Linked DNA regions of Mus musculus: all the other regions are linked to region 4. The links are chromatin contacts, called in public Hi-C and HiChIP or PLAC-seq maps. All regions are on one chromosome and are shown on one strand. The core of a region is the stretch at or near the end of the contact, and the rest is flanking DNA. Distances in the headings are between cores, read along the strand shown. Region 1 has its middle 3.6 kb from the start of Gm32532. Region 2 overlaps Pard3 (par-3 family cell polarity regulator). Region 3 overlaps Pard3 (par-3 family cell polarity regulator). Region 4 overlaps Nrp1 (neuropilin 1). Region 5 has its middle 9.3 kb from the start of Gm32590.

What was found. A called contact is a pair of places that touch in the nucleus more often than the background predicts. HiChIP or PLAC-seq counts read pairs in DNA pulled down with a chosen protein or histone mark.
Region 1: a contact with region 4 is called in a Hi-C map of the N1E-115 cell line, with 9 times the contacts expected there. The contact joins two enhancer-like sites. A contact is called at or near these places in 3 of 484 Hi-C or Micro-C datasets (the N1E-115 cell line, bone marrow-derived macrophages and nephron progenitors), 1 of 115 datasets of contacts at active chromatin or transcription factors (embryonic basal ganglia) and 1 of 9 other capture datasets (embryonic stem cells).
Region 2: a Hi-C map of the N1E-115 cell line shows a contact between it and region 4, with 5 times the contacts expected there. The contact joins two enhancer-like sites. A contact is called at or near these places in 2 of 484 Hi-C or Micro-C datasets (the N1E-115 cell line and bone marrow-derived macrophages), 2 of 115 datasets of contacts at active chromatin or transcription factors (T-cell acute lymphoblastic leukemia and embryonic basal ganglia) and 1 of 9 other capture datasets (embryonic stem cells).
Region 3: an H3K27ac HiChIP or PLAC-seq map of T-cell acute lymphoblastic leukemia shows a contact between it and region 4, with 13 times the contacts expected there. The contact joins two enhancer-like sites. A contact is called at or near these places in 1 of 15 datasets of contacts at CTCF or cohesin (the NIH/3T3 cell line), 3 of 484 Hi-C or Micro-C datasets (the N1E-115 cell line, bone marrow-derived macrophages and uterus), 6 of 115 datasets of contacts at active chromatin or transcription factors (T-cell acute lymphoblastic leukemia, bone marrow-derived macrophages, embryonic basal ganglia and 3 more) and 1 of 9 other capture datasets (embryonic stem cells).
Region 5: a Hi-C map of bone marrow-derived macrophages shows a contact between it and region 4, with 21 read pairs. The contact joins two enhancer-like sites. A contact is called at or near these places in 1 of 39 promoter capture datasets (the 3T3-L1 cell line), 2 of 484 Hi-C or Micro-C datasets (CD4 T cells and bone marrow-derived macrophages), 5 of 115 datasets of contacts at active chromatin or transcription factors (T-cell acute lymphoblastic leukemia, embryonic stem cells, fibro-adipogenic progenitors and 2 more) and 1 of 9 other capture datasets (embryonic stem cells).

What each region holds. Positions count from the first base shown.
Region 1 is chr8:127,693,081-127,695,780 of GRCm38.p6, reverse strand. No RefSeq gene overlaps it. Among named protein-coding and RNA genes, the nearest start is that of Gm32532, 3.6 kb to the right of the region's middle. Within about 2 kb of position 1,315, at least 3 of the 459 cell types and tissues checked have an H3K27ac peak or open chromatin away from gene starts, as enhancers often do. A contact at or near this core is called in the N1E-115 cell line, where this site is marked.
Region 2 is chr8:127,533,669-127,536,368 of GRCm38.p6, reverse strand. The region is part of intron 22 of Pard3 (par-3 family cell polarity regulator); the gene reads right to left. Among named protein-coding and RNA genes, the nearest start is that of Gm51558, 60 kb to the right of the region's middle. Within about 2 kb of position 1,403, at least 21 of the 459 cell types and tissues checked have an H3K27ac peak or open chromatin away from gene starts, as enhancers often do. A contact at or near this core is called in the N1E-115 cell line, where this site is marked.
Region 3 is chr8:127,513,871-127,516,570 of GRCm38.p6, reverse strand. All of the region lies in intron 22 of Pard3 (par-3 family cell polarity regulator), which reads right to left. Among named protein-coding and RNA genes, the nearest start is that of Gm51558, 41 kb to the right of the region's middle. Within about 2 kb of position 1,305, at least 49 of the 459 cell types and tissues checked have an H3K27ac peak or open chromatin away from gene starts, as enhancers often do. A contact at or near this core is called in the N1E-115 cell line, T-cell acute lymphoblastic leukemia and regulatory T cells, where this site is marked.
Region 4 is chr8:128,488,252-128,490,951 of GRCm38.p6, reverse strand. All of the region lies in intron 12 of Nrp1 (neuropilin 1), which reads right to left. It overlaps Gm32643 (a long non-coding RNA gene), which reads left to right. Exons shown (of 7, transcript XR_003947627.1): 1 at 1-2,579. Among named protein-coding and RNA genes, the nearest start is that of Gm32643, 3.4 kb to the left of the region's middle. Within about 2 kb of position 1,406, at least 62 of the 459 cell types and tissues checked have an H3K27ac peak or open chromatin away from gene starts, as enhancers often do. A contact at or near this core is called in the N1E-115 cell line, T-cell acute lymphoblastic leukemia, bone marrow-derived macrophages and 1 more, where this site is marked.
Region 5 is chr8:127,813,697-127,816,396 of GRCm38.p6, reverse strand. No RefSeq gene overlaps it. Among named protein-coding and RNA genes, the nearest start is that of Gm32590, 9.3 kb to the right of the region's middle. Within about 2 kb of position 1,431, at least 47 of the 459 cell types and tissues checked have an H3K27ac peak or open chromatin away from gene starts, as enhancers often do. A contact at or near this core is called in bone marrow-derived macrophages and regulatory T cells, where this site is marked.

The DNA of each region.
Region 1 (2,700 bases), core at 66-2,565, 800 kb after region 4:
TAATCTGGGCCATACCTTCTGCTGGAGACCTACAAAAGGACATCGGAAGGAAGATTTGCTCTTTTTTGCCTGCATGCCTTGTGGGATTGAGCAACTACTAGATCCTTGGACTTCCATTTACAGCTGACCATTGTAGGGGAGTTGTACTACAGACTATAAGTCATCATAACAAATTTCCTTACTATACAGAGACTACCCATAAGTTCTGTGACTCTAGAGAACCCTGACTAATACAGCCAGCAAGTACATTATAGAAGCTGTGGGGAAGGGGAAGCCTTGTCCTTACCAGTGAGGTCCTCTGAGCTTACGGCATGCTTGCTTTCTTCATGAACTCCTCCCCCAACCCCACCTCAACAATCTGGACACCTGCACCCTCTCCTCTGCTTTCATAAGGTATATCCTCTTCAGGAATCTCCAACTGCATTAATGAGCAAAGGAGTAAAGTGGGAGGAAGGAGAACAGGGTTGAGGCTTGGTGGCTAGAGAAACTGAGCACCCAGGGATCTGGGTTCCTCTCCAGCACTACACACACCAGGTGTGATGGTGCACATTTGTAACCCCAGCACTCAGAGATGAAGGTAGGAGGGCCAGAAATTCAAAGTCATCCTCAGCTACACAGAGAGTTCAAGGCCAGCTTGTGGCATAGGAGAGTCTTTCTCAAAAGGGGAAAAAGAAAACTTTCATCACATTCCGAAATAGTATGCTACGGAGGGGGAAAAATGTTTGAAAGTCTCTGGGCTTTACTGCTGCCTACTTATTACACACACGGCGTGAAAAAAAAATTGGTGAGGTTCATCAAATACTTTCTTATGACTTTTTAACTTATCCAACTCAGCAGAACACAGACATTCACAGACCCACAGACATCAATAAATCTGCCTGAGCCTTAATTAATACAGCTGCATCGCCACACAGACAGAACTTTAAAGAGTCCATTACTGTCGTTCAGCCTGCTAGCTGCTTTCCCCACAGTGGCGCCAGCACTCTGAGAAGTTTAGAATGTCAAATATTTTGTAAGTGGGCTTTTTTTCCTTTCTCTAAAAATATCCAAACCAAAACTGAAGATGCAGAGATAAGTCCACCATCCAGCAGCTTCTACTTTAAGCTCAGCATATATTATGTGCCCGTGTCCTCCTTTTTTTTTTTTTTTTTTTTTTGGCTTTTCGAGACAGGGTTTCTCTGTTTAGCCCTGGCTGTCCTGGAACTCACTTTGTAGACCAGGCTGGCCTCAAACTCAGAAATCTGCCTGCCTCTGGCTCCCGAGTGCTGGGATTAAAGGCGTGCGCCACCATGCCCGGCACCCGTGTCCTCTTAAATGGCCTCTGTAGGCATGCATACTTTCTAATCTCTTGGGTGGTGCAGTACCTGGGCCTCTGAATCCTGCCCTGGTCCTACCAACTTTGTAGATGCAGCCATTTGGAAATAATGGATAGGATACTGCTGTATCCCCAAGGCACCCCCCCTCCACCAAGGAAAGCCTCTGGTTGGTACTGTAACACTTTATCTCATAATTATCTCCCTGGCAAAGAGCTGAAGGTTTTAAATTTTTCCTGCTGGTCAGTGTCAACCAGAATAATGGGACAGATTGTCTATAGAATGTGCTTGTAGTGTGGCCAGGGCTCAGCTTAGTGGTAGATAGACCTGTCTTAGATCCATGAGAAGTCAGCTAAGAACTCCTCCAGGGGTAGAATTGAAAACATGGAAGCATGCTATTGCCAATTTTCACCTGAGATTATTTTGTGTGATATGTGCATATGTGCACATGTTTGTGTGTGTACGTGTACTTGTGTGCACATGTATGTGAGCATCAGAAGTCAACTTTGGGCATCACACCCTTTTAATTTACTTAAGGTCTCTCTCTGGCCTAGAGCTAACAAGTTGTGCTAATCTGATGATGAGCAAGGCTGAGGGATCTGCTTGTCTTCATCTTCCCAGGACTGGGATGGCAGGCAAACACTGCTGTGCCTGGCTTTTGTCAGGTGGATTCTGGGAATAAGACTCTGGTCCTCATGTTTGAAAGGCAAGTGCTCCACTGACTGAGCCTCTCTTCAGCCTCATATTTCTTTCAGATCTATTACACATAGTTTTGAAAATTTGCCGTTCTGTCTGTCTCTCCAATGCTGACATTTTTCCTCTGATGATCACAAGAGGGGAGTCTGGAAAACCAGATTAGTCATGTGGCCCGTAAACCGGAAGAACAGCATTTGACACACCAGCATTACAGATGAACAAGTGAGTGGAGGCCTCTGGGTATGTATGCATATGTTGGGTGTGCATGCTCCAAATGTGCATATGAAGAGCAAATGTCAGCCTTAGGTGTTCCTTCCTCTACTGATCCCTTCCTTAGTTATTGAGACAAGTTTCTCACTGAACCTGGAGCTCACCTGATTGGCTGCCAGGGAGTCTCTAGGATCTCTGTCTGACTTCTCAACACTGTAATTACAGGCTGCTGCTATCTTATCTAGCTTCTTCCCTTGCTATCATAATTAGCTTCTTACTTGGGCACTGGAGCTCTGCACTCAGGTCCTCATGCCTATACAGGCTCCTGCTACCTTATCTAGCTTCTTATCTGGGCACTGGGGCTCTGCAATTGGGTCCTCATTCCTGAATATTGAGCATTTTCCCACTAATCCTCCCTAGTTTCCTGGCCCTGTGAGTACATTTTAAAAAGGTCATTATGATCATTCACTTCAAGTTAAAA
Region 2 (2,700 bases), core at 154-2,653, 950 kb after region 4:
ATATATACACATACATATATGTAATTATACATATATATGTATATATATGTATATATGTAATTTTATGTTTCAATATCAAATCCAAGAACCACAAATAAGAGAAAATGTATGCTATTTGTCTGTCTTGAGATTGACTGAAGTCTAGGGTTAAACCCAGCTTTGACATCTAAGTTAGTTGAATTCAGTACCTAGTGTGGAGTTCTGAGTGGCGGGGCAAGCCTTCCCTAGATCACACAAAACATCTTTTTGAGTTAAACAAGTAATTCTTCCCACTGAAGCATCTAATTTGAATTTAAACATTTCTTTACATGCTACCTTAATTAGATGCAAGTTCCTCTCAGCATCTTAATTTTATGCATTTTACACTTCTAAGCAGCACTAGTGAGGACTGCTTATTTGCATTCATTTACATACAATTTGCAAGAAATGTTGAAAAACCTAGAAAGAAGGAGATTGTAAATTTATGGATTTTTTTTCTTCAAATAAAAATGTCAGTTCTATGAGGAAACAAACAGTAGTTTTTCTCCCCCTCCTTGCCCACTTTGGTATTTTCAAGGCGATTTTTAATACATATATACATAAAGAGATCTATTTAAGGAATGCCAGGATAGGAAGATTCCCCTGCCAGTTAACAGCCAGGAAAAGGCTCCAAACTTCCAACTGCTGTAAGAAGGAACGAACTCAAGCAGATGATACCTCCCAAAATACATTATCTGAAAAGTGCATCTCCCTCCACAATGAGGGCGCATTTGATCAGTTCTGCTCTGAGGATGCATTCCCTGCCAGACTCATTTCTTTAGTGATGGGCAGTTCATTCCTGAGACTTTCAGTTGTGTTAATTAGATTTTCTCCATGTCCACCTATCCTCTTGAGCTTGGATTTATATTCACAGAACTCCTCACCATCCTTTCAGGAGCTTCTTGGAGCGGTGCTGCAGTCTGGTTTCTCACTGCAGATGCAGGCAGTCGATACTTCCCAGGTTTTCAATGCCTCACATTTGAACTGACATCGCTATTATTATTCTTGGGCTCAGAGACTGCCCTGGAGATAGCTCTGTGTGTGTGTGTGTGTGTGTGTGTGTGTGTGTGTGTACCAGGGAGGGACCGGGATGGCAGAATATACGTAAAATATAAGTGCCTTCAACATTAAAATTTTATCTTTCTCATTCCACCAAACATGATGCAAGGCTTCCCCTGCCCCCACCAAGCTTCATAAATAACCTCCCTGATTCCAGAATGCTCCCTCCTTTACATATTGAAAGCAATTTTCAATTCCGGCTCTGAAGCAAGCTGCTTGTCCAAAATAAGACACACTCAGCAAAATGTGAGTTTTGACATGCTTCGAGCTGAACAGTCATGTTTTCTGGCAGATGGAGTTTGTTCTTGAAAAGGAGATGAGGAGCCAGACTTGGCAGCTGCCCCTGCGGAGCAGCCAAGGGGAACAGAGGCTGGGACACCTCTGCTACAGCAAGTCCCCACACTGCAGGTCCCAGGGGCTGCTCTGTGGGGTCCATACCAGTCATGTGGCTTCCTGGGCCCTCCATCTCCCTGATGGAAAAATGAGGTGTACACACACACACACACACAATCACCATTTCTATCTACCTGCTTAAAAATGGGTGTGGTACTCTGACAGACACAGCACTTGCCTGGCACACACAACACACTGAAAACAAATAAATGCATGAGAATACTCACAACTGATCACTTCTAACTTACTTACTACCCTTGCATATTGCTTCTGAACACTTCTGCTTATGGTTACTGGAAAATAGACTTTATACAGCAAATGTGATTCCCTGCCTCAGAGGAAGTCAAATCCAATGAACCAATACTGGTTAGAATGTCACCCTGTGTTACTGACACTTAATTTGGTGAATGCCCTCACTCCTGGCGTTGCACTATCAGAACGGTCCTTAACTGTCTTAACATAAACCAACACAGTTTCTCAGTGTGAAATCAACATGAGCAACGGACTGCCTCATTTCACAAATAAATATGCTAAACAATGTTTTCTGAAAGAAAGCACAATTTATAATTAATGAATAATCATCTGTCAAAAGGGCTCCATACAATTAATCCAATGTTTATGCTACTGTTGAACTCTTATGCTATCTAGTTCTAATCTCCATGAGTATCTGAATGTGTGAATGTGTGTGGATGCCTGAGGCCAGACTCAGCTTTCCTGCTGGCCTAGAACTTACTAAGTAGGCAAGCCTAGGAATAGAAGGATGTGCCACTGTGCCTGACTTTTTGATGTGGTTGTGGAATGATCACATGGACAAACTCTCTCTCTCTCTCTCTCTCTCTCTCACACACACACACACACACACACACACCCTCCCCCATAACATACTTGACCTGTACATAACATGATCAACCATTGTTATTTCCTGATGTGCCAACTGGACTAACAGGGGAATCTACAGAATGCTCCTAAGGTGCAGTGTGAAATGTAGTGGAGTCCTCCACAGAAAGCTGCCTACGGTGTGGGATGTTCATTCCAGAAATATTAGCTCTAACAGATGTGGTGAGACCTCAGTCATATTTAGTCAGCTAATTAGTTCTAATAAAGACTCTTCAGAGTTACACAGCATACCAGGAGTTCATCCCAGATCTGTGACATGACACTTTTAAGCAGAGTACTTCAAATCAGGATGTTTAAATATTGTATAAAATTGGTTAAAGAGTATCATCATTT
Region 3 (2,700 bases), core at 56-2,555, 970 kb after region 4:
CTTCCCCACCCTAACAACAAATCTCCCTGCAACACTGGAAACACTGGAAAACTGGAAACACTGGAACACTGGAAAACACTGGAACACTGCAACACTGGAAACTCTATGGGTAGAACACTATGAAATTTACAGGGAACTTTTCAGATGTACGCATGCAGCTGGGACATCAGTGCTCCTAAACACTGCAAGCAGCTTACCCTTATCTCCCAGTACCACTGCCTTCCCACAGTGACTGATGCTTGGAGTCACCAGCCTCACATAAACTAGGTCTCTGCATTATTGTCCACAGCCATCCCCACTGCTGGTAGAGACAGGAAACTGTGTGGAGCCCAGATCAATAGACATGTCAACAGTAAGCTGCCTAATCTAATTCAGCCTATCTCATCTTGGGGCCCAGAGTCTGCAGTCTGCTCTTAGTGCCTTCTGGCAGGAAATGGTTTGGTAGGTTTAGCCTTCAGAAGTTTATCCTCTAGGCTCTTGGATGTTTACTCAGAGAACGGAGATCTCAAATGTCTTTGAAATGGCAGTGATATACACTGGGCATGTTTGACTTCCCCTGTGTGTAAAACTAAACCTGTGACTCCCCTATTCATATAAATAAATGAATGAATAAATGGATAAATGTGTGTGTGTGTGTGTGTGTGTGTATATATATACACACACACATACAGTTTTTCTGATTCTTTGAGTATTTCACATAATATATTTTGAACTTAATCGCCTCCCTTGCCTCCTTCCTGACCTTTGACCCTTCATGGGAAATTGCTTGGGTACATTCCAAGGTTCAGAATTACCTGAGTTTTTAAACTTATTTCCCTTCCCATCCCATGACATCTTTCTGAAAAGGAAGGGCTCTTCATTTAACATGAGTTTTTCTCTCTTCTTTCACTGCACTGGACAAATGCCTTTCCAGGTCACGAAGTCTCAGATCATGAAGTATGAAGTTCAGTCATGCTTCTTCAGACTTGTGGGGAGCTAGAAATAGTGGGCTGGCTCAGAAGATTATGACTGGCATCCATCACGTCTGGCTTTCCCCCAAGACACTATCAATCATGGGTTAGAGCAAGCCTGTTCTGTCAGAGTCTGTCCTGAACTCCTTATTAGCACATGCAGGATGGTTCGCGTTGTCTCTGTCACCTGGGCACTAATGTTAGCAGCACCAGGACAAACTATGCTTCTATTATTGGCAAATGAAGGGTTCGTGTCCTCACTTCCCACACTTGTGAACACACACACCCTCTTGTGCAAGCCTCAGAACTTCCCCAAGTCTGTGAAAAGGCTGACTCCCCAGCACTGCAGCCTTCACAGGATTCTAGCAGGTGTTCCTGACTGTGTGACCTCACTGTGTGCAAAGCACTGTGGGAAGGGGAACACTGAGGCCATGCCCGAAGCCTGTGTTAAGGCTAGGGAAGACTGGCATGAAGGTGACAAGCTGATGGATGCAATTTAAAATGACACAAAAGAAAAGTTTACACTAGGGAGTCCTAAAGACCACAAGCCTTGAGGGGGGAGGGGCGGGTTTGTGGTTAGTCCCACATTAGTGTGGTCACAGGGGCAGCCATGTTTGGGTTCAGATATGAGACATTCACTGAATTTCTGTCTGAGATCAGGCTTTATTCCAAGCACCAGATCAACTGCTGTGTTGAAGATAAACCCTATACTGCCTCATGGCATCCACAGCTGCAAAAGGGCAGGTGGAGAGCCATCAAGAAATTAACAATATGGCTTCAGAGCTTGCTGAGAGCTTTAAGGGTAGAGTGCAGTACTGAGAGGGTTAGGTGGGGATTGAAGAAATGACCTCAGAGCCAGGTTTGAAGCAACTTCATATGTCAAACCTGGACTTTTCTTCCCCCATGATGTTGCCCTGAAGGTTTACCTGGAGAACCAAGAGCAGGAAAGACACCACATAGAATCAACCTCCCATGCACTATACTATTCTGGAAAGCTCTATAGAACAGATATGACTTACTTGAGTTGCTATTCTTTATAGGAGGGTTGGCACATAGTACTGTGTTCTTGTTGTTAGATGGATGAAGGGAGGAACAGAAGGGAAAACAATAAACCTCATGAGGAACCCATATTAACCAACCCTCAGGAAGAGGGAGGACCAGAGGACCACACTGCTGATGGTGAAGGCCGATGGCCACCCTCACCCGGCCCCTTCTGTATCATCCGTTATGGTAAATGGTGACCTCATGGAGCACTGAAACTCTCCATTCACAAGTGAACATGCAGAGCACAAACACGCCCTGGTTAACAGGGAGGTGAGGAGCACTTGGACCTGATTCACCTGGTGCCAGGTAAGCAATAAGCTCACAGTGTTCACAGGCTGCTGGACTAGGTAGAGAGTAACATAACTGGAATTTCATTCTGGTTCCTTTAAGAATCTCTTCATGCAGCTGTCCAGGCTGTACACTGTCTAGATCACAGTATCAGTCTGTAATTGAGGTAACAATTCTGTAGCAAACAGTAACTCTGGGTTTAAAAAGATGCCCACGAATGGTAAATGATGTTTGTGAAAACAGGTGCCTTCTCAAATTGATACAAAAAGAATGCCCTGTTGCCTATTAATGGAGCTGATGACAGGTGTGTAGAATTCAAAAGAGGTGGGAGCAAAACTGTGCATGCTGGGGCACAGCTCATATCCATTGTCCAAGTGTCACTGTGCCTTGGATCTGCCGAGTCTACCAGTCAACACTG
Region 4 (2,700 bases), core at 157-2,656:
GGCTGGGATCTGGATTGTAGAATTCAGTGCTGACAATTCACCTTGGATATGAAGGTGACCAATCATCCAAAGTATCAACAGACATTTGTAGAGGGAAAAACAAACAAATAAAACCAAAAACAAACAAAAAACAAAAAGCCAAAAAGCTGCATAAGGATCAGGAAAGAAGAAGAAAAAGACAGAGAAAGAAGAGAAGAAAGTTGAGTAGAGGAAAGATATGAAGATGCAGGGACCCTGATGGCTAAGCTTTTAAATTATTACTCAGGCCCTGGAGTTGTGCACAGTTCTCATTAAATTCAATAGTAATAATTGGACTAAATCCCTTCTTAAAAATAGCAGGAAACAATATTCTGAACTTAAAACAAATTTATGGCCTCTGTGAGCAAATGCCAGCTGTGCTGCTGAAAGGATCTTGCCTGCAGTTGGGTCATTAAGCACAGGATGTGAGCAAGGATTTAATTTTCAAGTCGAGGTTCCTATCTAGTATGATCACTGCTTGGTTATCAGCTGGTCCTAAAGTCCAAGCAAGAGGGATATGGAAGCCCACACAATCATAAGTCACCAACATACTGTGAGCTGCTGTGAGGATGTGGAAAGACCCTCAGAGGGTCAAAGTCCTTTGTAAAGAGAACTGCATTAAACAGAGGGGTCTGTCCAAGCATGAATACCCTTTTATGCCTCTAATGACAGCAACCTAGGCAGTATATGGATATTGTATTCCTGCTGAGTTTCTTGTATTGATCAGAATCCTCAAGATAAATTTCTCTCCTCTATGTGTGTGTGTGTGTATGCACATGTTCATGTATGTGTGTATATCTATGTGTAAGTCAGAGGTCAATTTCAAATGTTATTCTTCAGGCACCATCCATCTTGTGTTTTGTGATTGGCTCTCACTGGGGCCTGGAACTTGCCATGTAGGCCAAGCCTGCTAGTCAGTGAGCCATGGCGATCTGCCTGTCTCTATCTCTGAGCATGCTCCATATACTCTGCTTTTGTGTGGATTCTGATGATGGAACTCAGGAATTCATGCTTGCACAGCAGGGGTAAGTGCTTGCATACACTTACTGAGATACCCACTCAGTTCTTAAAACAGAATCTTAAGATTTTGCTTAGTTTGTAACTGCTCAGGTAAACAGAATTTTGATGAAGACATAGGGTCTGTCTGAGGCCATCTGTGAAGTGTGAGAGGCCTGTAATGCATCAAGTTTTAGGTGTGGTCAGCCTCACCTTGAGCTAGACCTCTGTCTGGAAGCACATTCCATCTCTGTGAGGCCCATGCAGTGACCTAACCAGAAGGTTGCAGTGAACAGATAGCTTTTAAAGGTCAACAGTTCATGACCCTCCAGTGAGGAGCTGAAGACCAGATTTATAACTCAGACAATGGAATAAACAGGAAACCATATAGACATTGTCTATCTCTATGATCAGCCAGGCTGTTAGAACCAGTCTTTGTCTAGATGGTGGTAGTAACAAATCTTATGGATTCATGCGCTGTACACCTGCCCTCTGACTTTGGTGAATGCTAAGATTGGGCTGACAGCCCCTTGTTTATAAGACCTTCACAAGCATGACCAAGAGGTCCTGTTGAAAGCAAATGTGTTATCAAAACCTCTCCTGGTGTGGTCACCATGACTCTCACTTTCATGCTTTTTGAAGATAGCCATGCTCGTTTAATAGAGGAGATGAGAGACTAACGAAGCAGTAGAGAGACTACTTCAGGGTGCTTCTAATCACTTCTGGCAAGAAAAGAAACTAGATGAGCAACTAAAATGTACATGGCGTCATCACAACTTCATATACTCCCTTCATCCTCTTCTGATAGAGGGCCAAAGACAGTATATTGAGAGTCATAGTCCTACAGCTTCACCCCCACAGAGAAGCCCCATTTGCAGACCAGGGCCGTCCTCCTGGTAACAGACAGGGAAGAGTAAAATATCTGCAGACAGACACTGTGACTAAAGTCAAATTACAACAGGTATGAGCAGGAACACAGCATTTGGGGGATTTCCTTTGCCTAACGTCTGAGGGGTTTGGGATGCGGGAGCAAGCGTTTTGTCAGCTGAACTCCTGAAAACTGGGGGAAAGTTCCAAAGAAGTTTGTCTTACAGTTTAATTAGGTCAATGGTAACAGTGGCCTTTAAGGAAGCATGCTAATTAGGGAAGTCCTTTCTAGTCCTCTGTGAGGCAGTCAGTGTGGAGGAAACACCGATACACACCACACGGTCCATTAATAAATGACTGCAGAGGCCAAGGCTGAGTGAACTTCAATAAAGGAAATGGAAGAATCTGGGAAGCTGACCCTCTCACCTTCCTCTAATGATTAACTCTAAAGTATTTAAAAAAAAAAAAAAAACCTCTGGTTGCTTATACAACTGCTTCCCTTCATGTGAGTCTGTGGGGAAGAATGTCACAGAATACTAACAGAAAACAAAAGAGGGCAGCCTTTGATAACCCGCACGCACGGTTGGGCGGACAGAGTCCTTGGGTTTTCCTCTGAGCTAAAGGATAAGGGGGATGCTCCCAGGGTGTTTCTCAGCCCGGGCACAGTGTAAACCTTGGTTTCCTGAGCCAGTCTTGTGGTAAGTGCTGTTGTAAAACTGCCAACTCTGTGGCAGGCACAACAGACAAACTTTGCGCTTCTTGATTTTGCAGAATGGTGATGAAAATAAATAGTTAGGCTGTGGCTTGTGAGATTTCTTT
Region 5 (2,700 bases), core at 182-2,681, 670 kb after region 4:
CCCTATTGCAAACATTACTATTTCCAACACATCACTTAACGAGATGACAAAAAAAAAAAAAGGCACAAAGTCAAATATCAAAACTGGAATTCTGGAGATCGTTCTGCCCTCTTTCCAGTTGTGAATAGCCTGGGCTTCACCTGAGCAGGTGTTGAGTGTGAGCTAAAGCACACCCCAGCAACCTTGGTCTGTCCTTCCTGACTCCAACCACACCATTCACGTTCCTTCCAGGAGCTTTTGTGAATATCACCAGAATAAGAACAACATCTGAGGTTGATTTCTAGCCTCCACACACATATGCAACACATGTATACCAGCACATCCAAATTACTGTGACATAGAGAAACACACATGTGCAGGTATCTTGGACTGGGAGACACCAGAGCTATAGCAGGCTATGGCTGCACAAGTATAAAGCTCTTGCAGGGTGGGGCTGTTGGAGCAGATAGAAAGCATCATGATTGCAAGGTCGAGTAGACCAGGGATAGGATAATGAAGAAGAAAGGAACACAAAGGTTACTCTGAGCACAATCATGCTATAGGCCTCTGTCCCATCAATTTGACACCTCTGACTTCTTGTCCATCAAGAAGTGACTGACAAGAGAAAATGTGGTGCATGTATACAATACTTTTATTTAGCCTCAAAGAATAAAATAATATTATTAAGAAAATGGATGGAACTGGATATAACGATAATATAAAAAATAAGGCAGACTTGGAAAGACAAGTATGACACGCCTTTCTTCCTATCAGAGGCTAGGTTTTTAAGAAAGTAGAAATGAAGTTATTTGGCAAGAGGAAGTGTTCAGTGGAAAGGGGAGGGGGAAATGAGGATGGTGGTGGGTATGATCAAAGTGCATAGCATACGCACATGAACGAGCCAAAATGAGACACATTATTTTATATAATGAACATATACTGATTGAAAAAAAATCAAAGGAAGCTATTTTGAGAAGAGAAAAAAAAGAGAGAAATAAAACCCCATTTGGCCGAGTGTAGTAGCACAGGCTTGTGATCCCTGCACTCATAAGAAATGGAGGAGGAAGAGGGAGAGGGGGAGGAGGCAGGGGAAGCGATGCATCTATCTTTAGAAGCATCCTTTCTTCCTTCACCTCTCTCAGTTTTGTTCGGTTTCCTCAGATGCTTAGGTATATTTTGAGAACAAGCATTAATTCTCTGAAACTCATATATTAATACACGATCCACAAACTATGTCTTTCTCTTCATCATTCTCTGCTCCTTACAGTTTTAATATGAAGTATCCCCCCACAGACTCATTTCATTGAAGGTTTGGTCCTCAGTACCCTGTTGAGACCTTCGGCTTTCAGGCTGTGGCTACATCATGAGGAAGCTAGTTTCAGCTTCCTCTTCATCTTCTGGTGCATTCATAGTTGAATGAACTCGTGAGAGGGGATAGAAGGCACAGGGGGTGGAGCAAGTTTCAGGAAGTAGGTCATTGGGGGTGTAACCTCGAAAGAATACATCGCTGTCTCTTCCCTACAACTTGGCTTGTGTGAGATTACCTTACCTCCTTCTCAGTACAAACCACCAGCATTATTCCAGCTCATGTGAGGTCAGGGCAAAACCCAGGTTGCTGAGTTTCCCTGTCCAAGTTTTGTAAAAGAGATAAACAGGGCTGATCATGACTCCACAGATGCAGAAGAGCTGGTAGGCTCAACTACGAGCCACTGTACCAAGATGACAGCTCTAATTGTCAAGTGAACTAATCATGGCCCTAGAAACTTCACACTGGGGCCTCAGTGAATGATGAATCCCAGTCCCCTCCATCCTCCACCAAGAAGTACAGTTCACAGGTGACACCCTTATGTGCAAGTCAAGTCTTCATTCAGAGGATTGGAAAGACAGCTAAACCAAAACAGAGACCAAGATAAAGGGGAGGGAAAAAAAAAAAAAAGAGTATCTGTGTGGGATTGTGAAGGTTGAGTGGTGAGCAGGAAGTGGAGTTCAAAAGAGGGACTAATGGCTCACAAAGGCAGCAAGAAGTGGGAAGGAGCAATTAATTGGATCAGTCTGTGAAGGTTCAAAACAGTCTTCTAGCGTGACGACGTAATATCCTGATTCCCAAGTCAGGATCCCCAAGTCCTCCATATGACTAATAATTAAAGCCAGCTCCTGGGAAATAAATTCTTTAATTTGTATATTCTAAGTGGGGACAGCAGATATCCCTTTGACCTTATTCAAAATTGTCTTTTGGAAGGTAAATGCCTAAGACTCTCAAAAAAACAAAAATATTTAGAAGTACACTGTAGAATAATAAGGAGGATCTCGAGGAGGTTGGGAAAAAAGGACAGGAATCAGCCTGTAGCCCCAGAGACTGAGCATCATCCCCACAGCCCACCCTTCACTTCTGAAAACCCAGGTGCTCACCAGTGTACACCCCAGGGATTCCTGCTAAGGAAACTGCCAGATCTTCTATTTGCTTTCTGTATTTTGCTAATGAACTTTCCATCTGAAGGCCCACGGGTACAGATACCCATTCCACCAGAAAGCTTAGCAGAAGTAGAGTAGCCAGGAGCACGGCAGCAAGCAGAGGTGACAAGCATAGCATCCTTCAGGATCTCAGAGCAGAAAAAGACTGTTCGGCAGTTGTCCCCATCCACCAAGACCTGGACACAAATCCCAGGCCACATAAGGAACCATGATCCTGTGTCTGTCAAAACGGTCACCATGACAACCATG